Regions from separate parts of the Mus musculus genome. Here region 2 is linked to region 1. The links are chromatin contacts, called in public promoter capture Hi-C maps. All regions are on one chromosome and are shown on one strand. The core of a region is the stretch at or near the end of the contact, and the rest is flanking DNA. Distances in the headings are between cores, read along the strand shown. Region 1 holds the start of Majin (membrane anchored junction protein). Region 2 holds the start of Slc22a20 (solute carrier family 22 (organic anion transporter), member 20).

Region 1 (6,078 bases), core at 1,071-3,570:
TGAGAAGGATAAGAAGGATTAGGAAGTATGAATTTATTGGAGTAGGTGTGGCCTTGGAGTAAGTGTGTTGCTAGGGATGGGCTTTGAAGTGTCAGGCCCTGTGTGTCTCTCAGCATGTTGCCTGTGGATCAGGATGAAGCTCTCAGCTCTGTCTCCAGCATCATGCCTGCTTGACACTATGATAATGGACTAACCCTCTGAAACTGTACGCCAGCCCCAATTAAATGCTTTCTTTTATAAGTGTTGCCTTAGTCATGGTATCTCGTCACAGCAACAGAACAGTACTGAAGACAACTCAAAACAAGAGATGAACAGGACCACATTACATAGACTCCTGTTGTTCCAGACAGAAGCTATCAGTAGGATGGTCTTTAGTGATAAAAGTAGAACTGCAGTGTAGAGCGACCTGAAAGATGCCCACTCATGATCCAGTGACTTGACCAGGTGAAGGACAGGGACAGTCAGAGATGACTCCTGTGGCTATGCACCATGGCTCACACCTGAAACCCTAGCCCTCAGGAGGATGAAGGAGGAGAAGTGTTATGAGTGTGAAGACTGCTTGGGCTCAAGAGTCAGACCCTGTTGTTAAAAAAGGAAAGAAAGTAGACAAGATAGCTCAGAGATGAAAGTGTTTGTCATGCAAGTGTGAAGACCAAAGTTAGGGCCTCCAGCACCCATGTAAATGTCTGGTGAGCTGGAATGCCAGCCTCAGGAGGTAGAGACAGGGATCTCCACAGCAAGCTGCCTAGCAAGACTGGTTGCACTCACAAGCTCTAGGTTTGATTGAGAGGCATCACCTCAATTGGTGAGGTTGAAGAGTAATGGAGGCCAAATTCTAACATCAACTTCAGGCCTCGTACACATGTGAATACACATACACACACTACATATACATGAAAATGAAAAAAGAAAAAGAAATGTTAAAAAAAAAAAAGCAAACCCAGTTTGCTGAGAGATACCCGGTTACCTGAACACCTAACCAAAGACACACACACACGCCCTTCCTGGGGAAACAGGGGATTTTAGGAAAGAAATTTCTCCAAATATTTTTCTTTAAATATAATTGTTTCTATTATTATTTTGTGTATATCAGTGTTTTGCTTCTATATATGTCAGTACACCACATTGAGCCTGGTGCCCACAAAGGCCAGAAGAGGACATCAGATCCCCTGGAACTGAAGTTACTGATGGCTGTGGACCCCCATATGAGTGCTGGGAATCAAAATCTGGTTCCTCTAAGAGGAACCTGCGCACTTAATCTATGAGCTATTTCTCCAGCCCCAGAAAATATGTCAGTAGTCCATCCCTATGATCCTAGCACTCAGGGTGGAGGCAGGATCAGAAGTTCAAGGTCATCCTTAACTATGTGCTGAGTTTCAGGCCAGCCTGGGTTACATGAGACCCTGATTCCATGAGTATCCAAACCAAAAACAAACAAACAAAACAAACAAAAAATAAAGAAATGAACAAAACCACCAAGCAACAAAGACTGCAAAGCAAACCAAAACACAAGAAAAAAACAACAAAACATGTGACAGGAAGCATGTCAATGAAAAAGTCGTGTGTGTGTGTGTGTGTGTGTGTGTGTGTGTGTGTGTGTGTGTGTGCGCCGCTATTAAACCTGGGTTAGGGAGTAGTTAAAAGCCAGAATGAACACTTCCTTTGACTATCTGGAAGTTTCTGTACAGAAGGACTGGGTGGGGGCAGTGTCTGAGAAAGCTGGATCGGTGTCCTAGGCAAACATGGCACCACCCTGGACATGAGAGGGTTGAAGAGCACTCCTCACTAGCCCAGAAGACATAGCTCTCATCATCTCTGAGCTGGTTACCCTCTGGAGGCTCATGGCGGCCATTCCCTGCCACTGCCACCCCAGCTCTCCACCCTCTTCAAGCTTCCAGTCTGCACCAGTGCCCAGCCTGCCCTTCAAGGCCTTATAGCCAACGGCCGGGTTGGGCAATCCCCAAGCCAGGCCTCAGGGACCAGGGTCCTCCAGAGGCTGCGTGTGGGGCCCGGCCCAGAAACTTCCCTCCAAGGCGGAACCCGCTCAAAGCCCGGGGACACCAGCAGCGGGGCGGCGGTTACCTCAGCCTCGAAGCGCTCAGGCGCTGACAGCCACACTTGTCGCTCGCACACTGACTAGGGTTCCTCCAGCACCTCAGAAAGGTGGCCACGCTTGACTTTCTGCTCAGAAATCTTTTTTTTTTTTCCAAGAGAGGACGTCGAAGTCAAAAGACTGCGGGCCAGGGACTCAGGTTCTCGTCGGTCTCCTCTGAACTCGGCCTTTAGCTTGATGTGCACAAGCGAAGCCTTGGAACTTCCCGCCAAATCCTCCGCGCACGCGCAGATTTGAGGCAGGGCGGGGTTTCACAAAACTGAAGCCTGCGCAAGAACACCTAACTTCTGAGCGTCACGCGCAGCCTCATGACCTATCCCTTAACTACTATTATTGTTTCTTGAAAAAAACCTTTCTCGCGCCGGGCATGATGGCACACGCCTTTAATCCCAGCACTGGGGAGGCAGAGGCAGGCGGATTTCTGAGTTCGAGGCCAGCCTGGTCTACAAAGTGAGCTCCAGGACAGCCAGAGCTATATAGAGAAACCCTGTCTCCAAAAACAAACAAACAAAAAACCCCATTCTTGTGTGTGTGTGTGTGTGTGTGTGTGTGTGTTTTACAAGCAGCATTTTGCTTCCTTCCACCATGTAGGTTCTGGGAATGATGTGCCGGATGCCCAAGAGCGTTTTACACTGAGATTTACGCATGCATTGCTTTCTTCCCACCTGCGCACCTGCTCCAGTCGGGTAAAACTACTTTGAGGTCTCTCCTCTGTGCCAGGCACTCTCCATACACAGCACTGTGGTGTATGCTTGCCTTTCATCCTCATTGCCAGACCCTAGGGCAGATCTTTTGTAGTCTGATTTAATCCAACCAGGAAATGAAAGGATTTATGAAGTCAGGATGCTTGATCAGTCATGGTATTCTGCTTCCTGTTGGTCGGGTTTTATGTTCTGAATCATTAGGGAATTTGGCATCCTTGCCTACACAGCCTAGTGTGCTGGACTGGTGATGATGGGCCCGCATCTGTGGGAGATGGACCCATGGCTCTCCATTGTCCAAGCTCTGCATTTCTCTGCTTAACCTGCTGTTCCCTCTGTAAGGACTGTCCCTCCCCACCCTCAGCCCTTCCACATGCCTCCTCTTCATACTTAGAGCCATTAAGCACCTACTGGCTTAGGAAACTGGATCTCAGGGGTGGAGTTGTTTTATCTAAAGAGGACCTCATGGGCTGGGATGTAGCTCATTGGTTGGGTGCTTGCCTACCATGCACAAGGCTCCAGCGGCGCATATCTGAGCGGGTGCTGGAGCTCCCTGTAATCCTGCATTCAGGAGCAGAGGACCAGAGAGTCATCCTGGAGAACACAGGAGTTTGGGATACATGAGACCCTGCCTCTAAAAACAGAAGGCTGGTCATGGAGGCCCACCACTAATCCAAGTCAGGGGAGGCAGAGACAGGTAGAGCTGAGTTCAAGGCCAGCCTACTATCCTGTCTCCTTTAGCCTAAATATAAGCCTAACCATACCCTGATCCTTTGTTCACAGGAACTCCCAGGACAAATCCTGTCCTTGGAAAGGGGTGGGCTTGTAGGCAGGAGAGGCAGAATGGTAGATCAGAGATTCCATTGCTCTAATACCTAATACCCTGAAGACTCAGGATCCTCTTGAGACAGGGTCAGAATAGTTCATGTCTCCTTTAAGAACCCCTGCTGCCTATATAATCCCTAGGTCCCTAGAGCTGAGGGAGGAGCCTCTTTATAGCTTCACTTCCTACCACACCTAGGGCTCCTCCCCAGTCTCTCCCCGGCTCCCTCTGGGACTCCCAGGGCCAATTACTTGCCAGGCAACAGCCCTCTGCTCAGGAAAGCCAGCAGGCAGGGCTAGGGCCTGGCAGGGCCACCGGGAGCAAAGCTGCCTGGCTCAGAAACGCAGCCCTGGGTATGAGGCAGGTCTCCAAGGGTAGAGACTGTTACATAGTCACTTCCTCCTTCTCTGTGTTGCATTATCTGGGTCACTGTGAGTGGGTGAATCCTGCTGGCCACCCAGGTGTGAGATGTATGACTGAGAGAAGGGATGGGGTACCAGAGGAAGGCTTAAAGCGGCCTCCTGCAGCTCTGAGGTTCTATCCAAGTCCTTGCTGCCTTTGTGTGTAGTTAAGAAGTAGAGGTAGTTCCTGCAAGTGGTGGCTACATAGGAGAGAAGGCAAATGAATAAATAAATAAATAAATAAATATCCCAGGAAGAATGTGAAATTCCTAAAAAGATGAGCAGATGAGCAGCTGGCCAGGAAGTCCACTGTCCCCCTCCCCCTCTGAACACACACATCCAACGTCTGAAGGTCCTTCAGACAGGCGCTCCTCGCAGAGGCTCAGACATGCCCGTGGAGGATGCAGGAGTGAGATTCAGAGGTCACGAGTGAGCTTCTAAGTAATTTGGGGTCCTTAGCATGTTCTTCCATGCCAGATAAACACACACCTATGACAGACAGGAAAAAAAAGGGACAGCCATTGGATCTGTGAGATCCGGCTCAAGCCGTCTTAGGGAGAGTTCAGCATTCACTGGTTTAGAAAGAAGAGGGACTGTATTTAGACCCCTTTGCAAGGGAATGAGAATCTACATAGACCAGACAGACACATTCCCTAGGGAATTCTCTCCTGGCTGCTGAATGGCAATGATCCCCAAAGGTGCTGACACACCTCATCCAAAGGAAGGTCTGAATCTTTCCTGATGTGAGTCGCCTCAGTGAGACCCAGAACCTCCGGTTTCTCTGTCAAGGGTTCCAGAAGGCAGCCTCGGATCTGTCCATGGTTCTGACTGCTGATGACGCCCACATGGCCACAAGACCCCAGGATTTCTCTCCCCAACTCCTTCTTTCCCCTTTTCTTTTCCTTCTTTCCTGTCTGCCTTTCCTTTAAGGTGCACACGCTAGGCAAGTATTCAGTCCTTGTTTGCTTTGAGACAAGACCTTGCTCTGTAGCTCAGGCTGCTTGCCTCCGCCTCCCAAGTACTAAAGTCACTGTGCTCAAATCCCTCCCTCTTGCCTTCCTCGCTTTCTTCTTTTCTTTCCTTTTTTCTTCTTAAAGTGTGTGTGTATGTGTGTGTGTGCATGTGTGTGTGTGCGTTTGTGCGTGTGTGTGTGTGTGTGTGTGTGTGTGTGTTTGATTGGTTTATTTTTTTTAAAACACAATCTTGCCGGGCATGGTGGCACACGCCTTTAATCCCAGCACTCAGGAGGCAGAGGCGGGCGGATTTCTGAGTTTGAGGCCAGCCTGGTCTACAAAGTGAGTTCCAGGACAGCCAGGGCTACACAGAGAAACCCTGTCTCGAAAAAACAAAACAAAACAAACAACAACAACAACAAAAAACCCAAAAACCAAAAAACAAAACAAAACAAAACAAAAACCCACAATCTTGGGTCTGGAGACCTGGCTCAGTGGTTAAGAGCAGTGACTACTCTTCCAGAGGTCATGAGTTCAAATCCCATCAATAACATGGTGGCTCACAACCATCTGTAATGGGATCTGATGCCCTCTTCTGGAGTGTCTGAAGACAGCTACAGTGTATTTATATATAATAAATAAATAAATAAATCTTTAAAACACACACACAATTTCACGTAGCCCAAGCTGGTCTCAAATTCCTGGCTACCCTGCTTCACCTTCCCTCACCTGGGGTATAAACAGGGTATCACTATATAGACTATGCTGACCTAGAACTGCCTACTGCCTCTGCTTCCCAAGTGCCAGCATTATAGGCATGAGCCACCAAGCCTGGCTCCATTCTTCCTTAACAAGAATTAACATTTAGGGAGGTGCTGGCGAGATGGCTCCAGTTAAGAACATGTGCTCCTCCTATGGAGGAGCTGGGTTTGTTTCCCAGCATGGTGGCTCACAATCCCTTGTAGCTCCAGTTTCAACACCCTCCACACAAACTCATTTTCCTGAAGTTTATTAGACGTAGATGAAAATAGCACATGTCATAGATAACTCAGTGAATTCTCATGCAGTGAACATGTTCAGAGAATAA
Region 2 (6,078 bases), core at 1,319-3,818, 200 kb after region 1:
CAGGCCCTCCCCATCCCCGACCCCTCTCCCTCTCTTTTTTTGTATATATACTGGTCATTTTCAAGGGAATGCCTGAGGGATGAGTGTACTGGTTATGGAGGAACTGGGGGTGGGGTAGGGAGGTCCCGTGTTTCAGTGCAGTGAGAAAATAAAATGAAAGGCTGTACATCTGTCTCTGGGTGTTATTCTCCCCAACTGTTCCCTTGATTGTACCAGCAAGCCTTGGCGTAGAAGCAGCTCAGGCTGTCTCATGCCCTTGTCCACCCTTGCCAGAGATTGGGTATCTGGCTGTGGCCACCTCAGCTCCTGAGATGTTGAGCAGGCCTGGGCACAGAGACATGAACCGACTGCTCCACTGACAGCCAATCCAGGTGGCTTTTCTGGTTTTGCATGCTCTACCTGGGGGCTGAGTCTGACTTCCTCCTCTGCAGATATCAGTAAGGAAACACAAGACCTCCACTTAGCATAGATCTGACCCCCTAGGGAGCTCTCTAAAGCACAGAGTCCCCACCCAACCCCAGACCACAGTGGGACACCCTGTAATCCAGCAGTTTACATTAATGTTCTGCCTCTGTGGCTCTTACCAGAGATAAGAGGAAGGAGCCAGGTGGGCTGTATTTGGTTGGTAGAAGGCTTGCCACTGGGTGGTGGTGGTTCATGCCTTTTAGTTTCAGAATTCAGGGGGCAGAGACAGGCGGATTTCTAAGTTCCAGGCCAGCCTGGTCTACAGAATGAGTTCCAGGACAGCCAGAGTTACACAGAGGAACTCTTGTCTCAGAAAAATAAAAAAAAGTTCAAGCCATGCATGGTGGTGCACGCCTTTAATCCCAGCACTCGGGAGGCAGAGGCAGACGGATTTCTGAGTTCGAGGCCAGCCTGGTCTACAAAGTGAGTTCCAGGACAGACAGGGCTATACAGAGAAACCCTGTCTTGAAAAACCAAAATAAATAAATAAATAAATAAATAAAGTTCAAAGTTCACCATCTGACTACATACATACATACATACATACATACACACACACACACATACATACATACATACATACATACATACATAGGGAGTTCCAGGCCAGCCTGGGCTATAGTAGACGTTATCTTGAGAAGAAATGGAAAAAAAAAGAAAAGAAAAATTGAGGGAGCAGGGAGTGGGCGATGGGACTGCCCACAAGGCTGCATGTAGAAATGGAACTGAGAGTTCTGATCATGAAAGAACCAGTGTCCTGAGCTGATGGTTTCCAGGAGCTATTTACTGGGAGGCCGGAGCCAAGTCAACTGGCCTCCTCACTGGAGCAGGTCCTGGAGGGAGCGGTATGCATGGTGTCCTGGATTCCTCTCCTTTCAGCCCTCAGCCCTCAGCCCCTCTCTAGAGTGGCTTTAATTTGCTGTGGTGATTCGCCAACATACCCTGAAAGTTCCCGACCCCAAACTGACGCTGCTTCTTGACTGCCCTACTTGGACTTCTTTGGTTTTGTTTCTGTATTGCTTGTTGTGTCTCATTTGGTTTATTTATTTATTTATTTTAACTCCTTAAGACTTTATTTCACCAGTTGGCATATCCTGTTCTACAATGTGTCCTTGATTTGATTTGATTTTTTTGGGGGTGATATTTATTTCATTTACATTTCCAATGCTATCCCAAAAGTCTCCCACCCACCCACTCCCACTTCTTGGCCCTGTCGTTCCCCTGTGCTGAGGCATATAGTTTGAAAGACCAATTGGGCCTCTATTTCCACTGATGGCCGACTAGGCTATTTTCTGATTCATATGCAGCTAGAGACACTGGTTTATTTTTTAATTTAAAAAAATAATAAATTTGAGAGCCAGGTGCACACAACCGAAAGGAGGCAGAGGCAAGGAGTTCTCTGTGAGTTCGAGGCCAGCCTGGTCTACACAGTAATTTCCAGGACAGTCAGGGCTATGCAGTGAGATCCTGTCTCAAAAAAACAAAAAACAAAAACAAAAACCAAAAAAACAAAAACAAAAAACCCCCAAAAACAAAATTAAAATTATTTATGTATTTGTGTGTACATGCACGTGCACACACACTCATAAGTGCCATGGCACTTTGCAGAAGTCAGAGGCCAATCTCCAGTGTCATCCCTGAGGAGCCATCCTCCTTGTCTTTTGGAGACAGGATCTCTCACTGGGAGCTGGGGCTCGACGGTTAGGCTTGGCTGTCTGGCCAGCAAGGCCCATGAATCTCTCTTCCTGGGATTACAAGTTCATGCCACCATGGCCTTGATTTTAAGCAAGTGCAGGGCTTTAATGCTTCTAAGGTCCTGAAGTACTCTGCTAACTCAGCTATCTATCTAACGCCCAACCCTTGACTTTGCTAACTCAAGAGGTAACAGATAGAGAGAGAACTGGAGAAAGGGCCTGGGGGAGGGACACACTGCAGATGTGGGGACATTTAGGCCTCCTGTGAGGTGTAACTTGATCCTTCTGAGATGCATTGTAGAGAAGGCCTGTGTGGTCCTGACCCCTGGCCTGATCCTCTACCTCTAGGTCCCTCCCCTGCCTTTTTACATAAGGCCTGGGCAGGCCCGACCTGGGGTAGGGCCCTTGGCCATGGCCTTCACAGACCTGCTGGATGCCCTGGGAGGCGTGGGTCGCTTCCAGCTTGTCTATACAGCCTTGCTGCTGCTGCCCTGTGGGCTGCTGGCTTGCCATACCTTCCTACAGAACTTCACGGCTGCTGCACCCCCTCACCACTGCCAACATCCTGCCAACTACACAGAACCTACCACCAATGTCTCAGGGGTCTGGCTGAGGGCTGCCATACCCCTGAACCAGCATGGGGACCCCGAGCCGTGCCGGCGCTATGTAGAACCTCAGTGGGCCCTTCTGAAACCCAACGCCTCCTCCCATGGGGTGGCCACCGAGGGCTGCAAGGATGGTTGGGTCTACGACCGAAGCATTTTCCCATCTACCATTGTGATGGAGGTCAGAGGTGGGTGGGTGGCTTGGGGGGCTGGGAGGAGGCCAAGCCTAAGGACAAGGTTTAGCACTCCTCTCTCCCCAATAGTGGGACCTGGTGTGTGAGGCCCGCACCCTTCGTGACCTGGCTCAGTCCATCTACATGTCCGGGGTGTTGGTGGGAGCCGCCTTGTTTGGTGGTCTTGCTGACAGGTGAGCCTTTGGGGGAGCGCCTCGTCCCCCAGGGAAAGCCCTTGCGTTCACCTACATTCTGTCTCTTCTCTCTTTATTCCTTTCGTTGTCTGGGGTTGTTTGTTTTGTTTTGTTTTGTTTTGTTTTGTTTTGTTTTTCTAAGGCAGGGTTTCTCTGTGTAGCCCTGACTGTCCTAGCACTCACTCTCTAGACCAGGCTGGCCTCAAACTCACAGAGATCACCTACCTCTGCCTCCCAAGTGCTGGGATTAAAGGCGTGTGAAACCATGGCTATATATATATATGAGTGTTTTTCTTTTCTTTTCTTTTCTTTTTTTTTTTTTTTTTTTTTTGAATTTCTGATCCATCTGCCTGTACTTCCCAAGTGCTGGGATTATAGGCATGGATCTCTTTTCAAACTCTCTACCTTTCCCCAACATGGATTAAATCTCTCGGTCTCTGATCTTCCATCACACTTGTCCCTCTATCCCTGATCAGCCTGGTGGTTGCATGTGGTGTTTAGAGGGGTGGCTTTTACTGGGCATCTCATCTTTGATTGCTTCGGTGTCCCCACCAAGGCAGAAGTTTCAGACATGGCCTCTCTGCCTCCTTGGTGAGGATTCCCTAGCCCCTCACTCTTTGGGTTCAGGTTGGGTCGCAAGGCCCCACTGGTGTGGTCGTACCTGCAGCTGGCAGTTTCGGGGGCTGCCACAGCGTATGTGGGCTCCTTCAGTGCCTACTGCGTCTTCCGCTTCCTGATGGGCATGACCTTCTCCGGCATCATCCTTAACTCCCTCTCCCTGGGTGAGTCCAGTCCAGGCGGGACCCAGAGGGGCTGGGGTCATGCAACAAGAGAATTACAGCATCACAGGACAGCTTTGCAAATTTTGCGTTATGTAATTCTCACCCAGAAACCGCAATTCAAAACCTCCTACCCAGGGGTCTGGATTTGGAAGACCCTGGTTGGCCGACTGTGACCCCGAGGGCAGCAGTGGGCAGTGGTGGCCTTTCTTGGGTCTGGGTTTCAGTTGACTAATCTGTGAGCTGAGAGGGTCAGATTGATTTCATGAGAGTTACTCAACAGTACCTACTAATCATCTATGATGTGCCAGGTTTACATGGGGTCACATAGGTGAGTGGGACACAGGGACATAAGATAGGATGGTGTCCAAGGGAGACAGCTATGGTGGCTCGCACCTGCAATCGCAGCACTTGGGAGGTGGAAGCAAGAGGATCAGGAGTTCAAGGTGATCCTCAGCTGCACAGCCAGTTTGAAGCTTGCCTAAGGTACGTGAGTCTGTAAATAAAGGGTGGCCGGGAGTTCATGCAGTCAAAAGGCTTCAATCGGACAATGCAAACTCTAAAACCTTAGGGCAGGGTGCCATAGTGCATGAATGTAATCCCAGCACTCGGGAGGCAGAGGCAGGAGGATAACACATTTGAGGCCAGCCTGATCAACCTAGTGAGTTTGAACTCCTGGATGCTAACCAGATAGGAGTGTCACCTTTCAGAGATAAGGAATAAGCTGGAGCCTGTAGGCGAAACCCTGGTGGAAGGCAATAGACAGCCCTCTCTGAACACAGGGCTGCCACCTGCCTATGCTGCTCTTACTTAGTTTGCCTCTGAAGACATCATCAGGCTCAGACACTGCCACCACCTTTAGTTGTCCATCAGCAGGTGGGCCTTTGATTTCAGGATGGGAGAGAAATCTTGGGTCCAGAGAAGCAGGTGTACAGACCAGTACCCCTTTTCTGCTCTATTCTGCCCCAGCATTTGGACACTGAGAGGTGCTAAGCGCTCTCTTGCTCTCTTGCTTCTCTCTTGCTCTTGCTCTCCTTCCTGCTCCTGCCTCTCCCCATTCCCTTCCCCACTCTTTCCACCTGCTCATGTGCTCATGGCCGCCCTCTACTCCTCTACTTCTCTACTCTCTCCCTCTCTCTGCCTTTCTCTGCCTCTACTACCCTCTTAACTCCCCTCCCTGTGTTCTACATAAACTCTGTTCTATACAAAAGGAAGAAAGAGAGGTGCCAAGCACATATTGGGACCTCAGAAATCCAGTCCCACCTTCTAGAAGGGTAGGTGTCCTGCTGCAGCTGAGAGCAAATGCCTGAAATCTGTCAGCCTATCATACCAGAATGGCCTCTGTACTACATAAACATTTGCGTGCTTGGGTTCCTGTACGCTCTTGTGTAGACACACACACACTCACTGAAGGAGGGGCATGCCACACCCTGTCTCAGGAAATTCAACCTTACAATGAAGACTTTTTGTTTGTTTGGTTTGGTTTGATTTATTTGAGACAGGGTTTCTCTGTGTAACAGCTCTGGTTGTCCTGGAACCTACTTTGTAGACCAGGCTGGCCTCAAACTCAGAGATATGCCTGCCTCTGTCTCCTGAGTGCTAGGATTAAAGGCATGCGCCACCAGCTACAATGAAGCCATTTTAGAGTCTGATGTCCTATAGTGAGCACCCTGCCATAGGCCATATAAGAGTGTTGTCTAGGTAGATCTTGGTGTGGCCACAGCCATGAGGAAGGGGTGGGTGAATGAAATAGCTATGTGGTAGATGGGTCACTCCAGCTGCCTGCCTTTCTTTCACAGTTGTAGAATGGATGCCAACCAGAGGCCGTACAGTAGCAGGCATCTTGTTGGGTTTCTCCTTCACCTTGGGCCAGCTCATCCTGGCTGGCGTGGCATACCTGATCCGGCCCTGGCGGTGGCTGCAGTTTGCTGTGTCTGCTCCTTTTCTGGTCTTTTTCCTCTATTCTTGGTACGTCCAGCAGAGAGGTGCTGGGATGGGCATGTGTCTGATAGGTGAGGTGTAGAGAGCCTTGGAAGTGCTGGACACAGAGAACAGAGGCATGATGAGGGCCACAGGGTCCCAGGTACTTGTGAATAACTTTAGGGAATCTTTGGCCAACCGCTTTCCGTGGCATGGGGCTCTGGAACATACAAAATTATTTTTGCCTG

The links. Promoter capture Hi-C pulls out the DNA fragments that hold promoters and counts their contacts.
Region 2: a contact with region 1 is called in a promoter capture Hi-C map of pre-B cells, with 2.7 times the contacts expected there. A contact is called at or near these places in 4 of 39 promoter capture datasets (hematopoietic stem and progenitor cells, liver, pre-B cells and 1 more) and 2 of 9 other capture datasets (liver and pancreatic islet).

The regions. Positions count from the first base shown.
Region 1 is chr19:6,180,587-6,186,664 of GRCm38.p6, reverse strand. Majin (membrane anchored junction protein) reads right to left here and starts at 2,320. Exons shown (of 11, transcript NM_001165919.2): 1 at 2,083-2,320.
Region 2 is chr19:5,982,633-5,988,710 of GRCm38.p6, reverse strand. It overlaps Slc22a20 (solute carrier family 22 (organic anion transporter), member 20), which reads left to right and starts at 2,568. Exons shown (of 10, transcript NM_198650.2): 1 at 2,568-2,945; 2 at 3,028-3,131; 3 at 3,759-3,913; 4 at 5,710-5,878. The coding sequence starts at 2,571. It overlaps Gm31719 (a long non-coding RNA gene), which reads right to left. Exons shown (of 4, transcript XR_001782726.2): 3 at 5,808-6,050; 4 at 3,614-3,944. Capn1 (calpain 1) reads left to right here. Exons shown (of 22, transcript NM_007600.3): 22 at 1-166.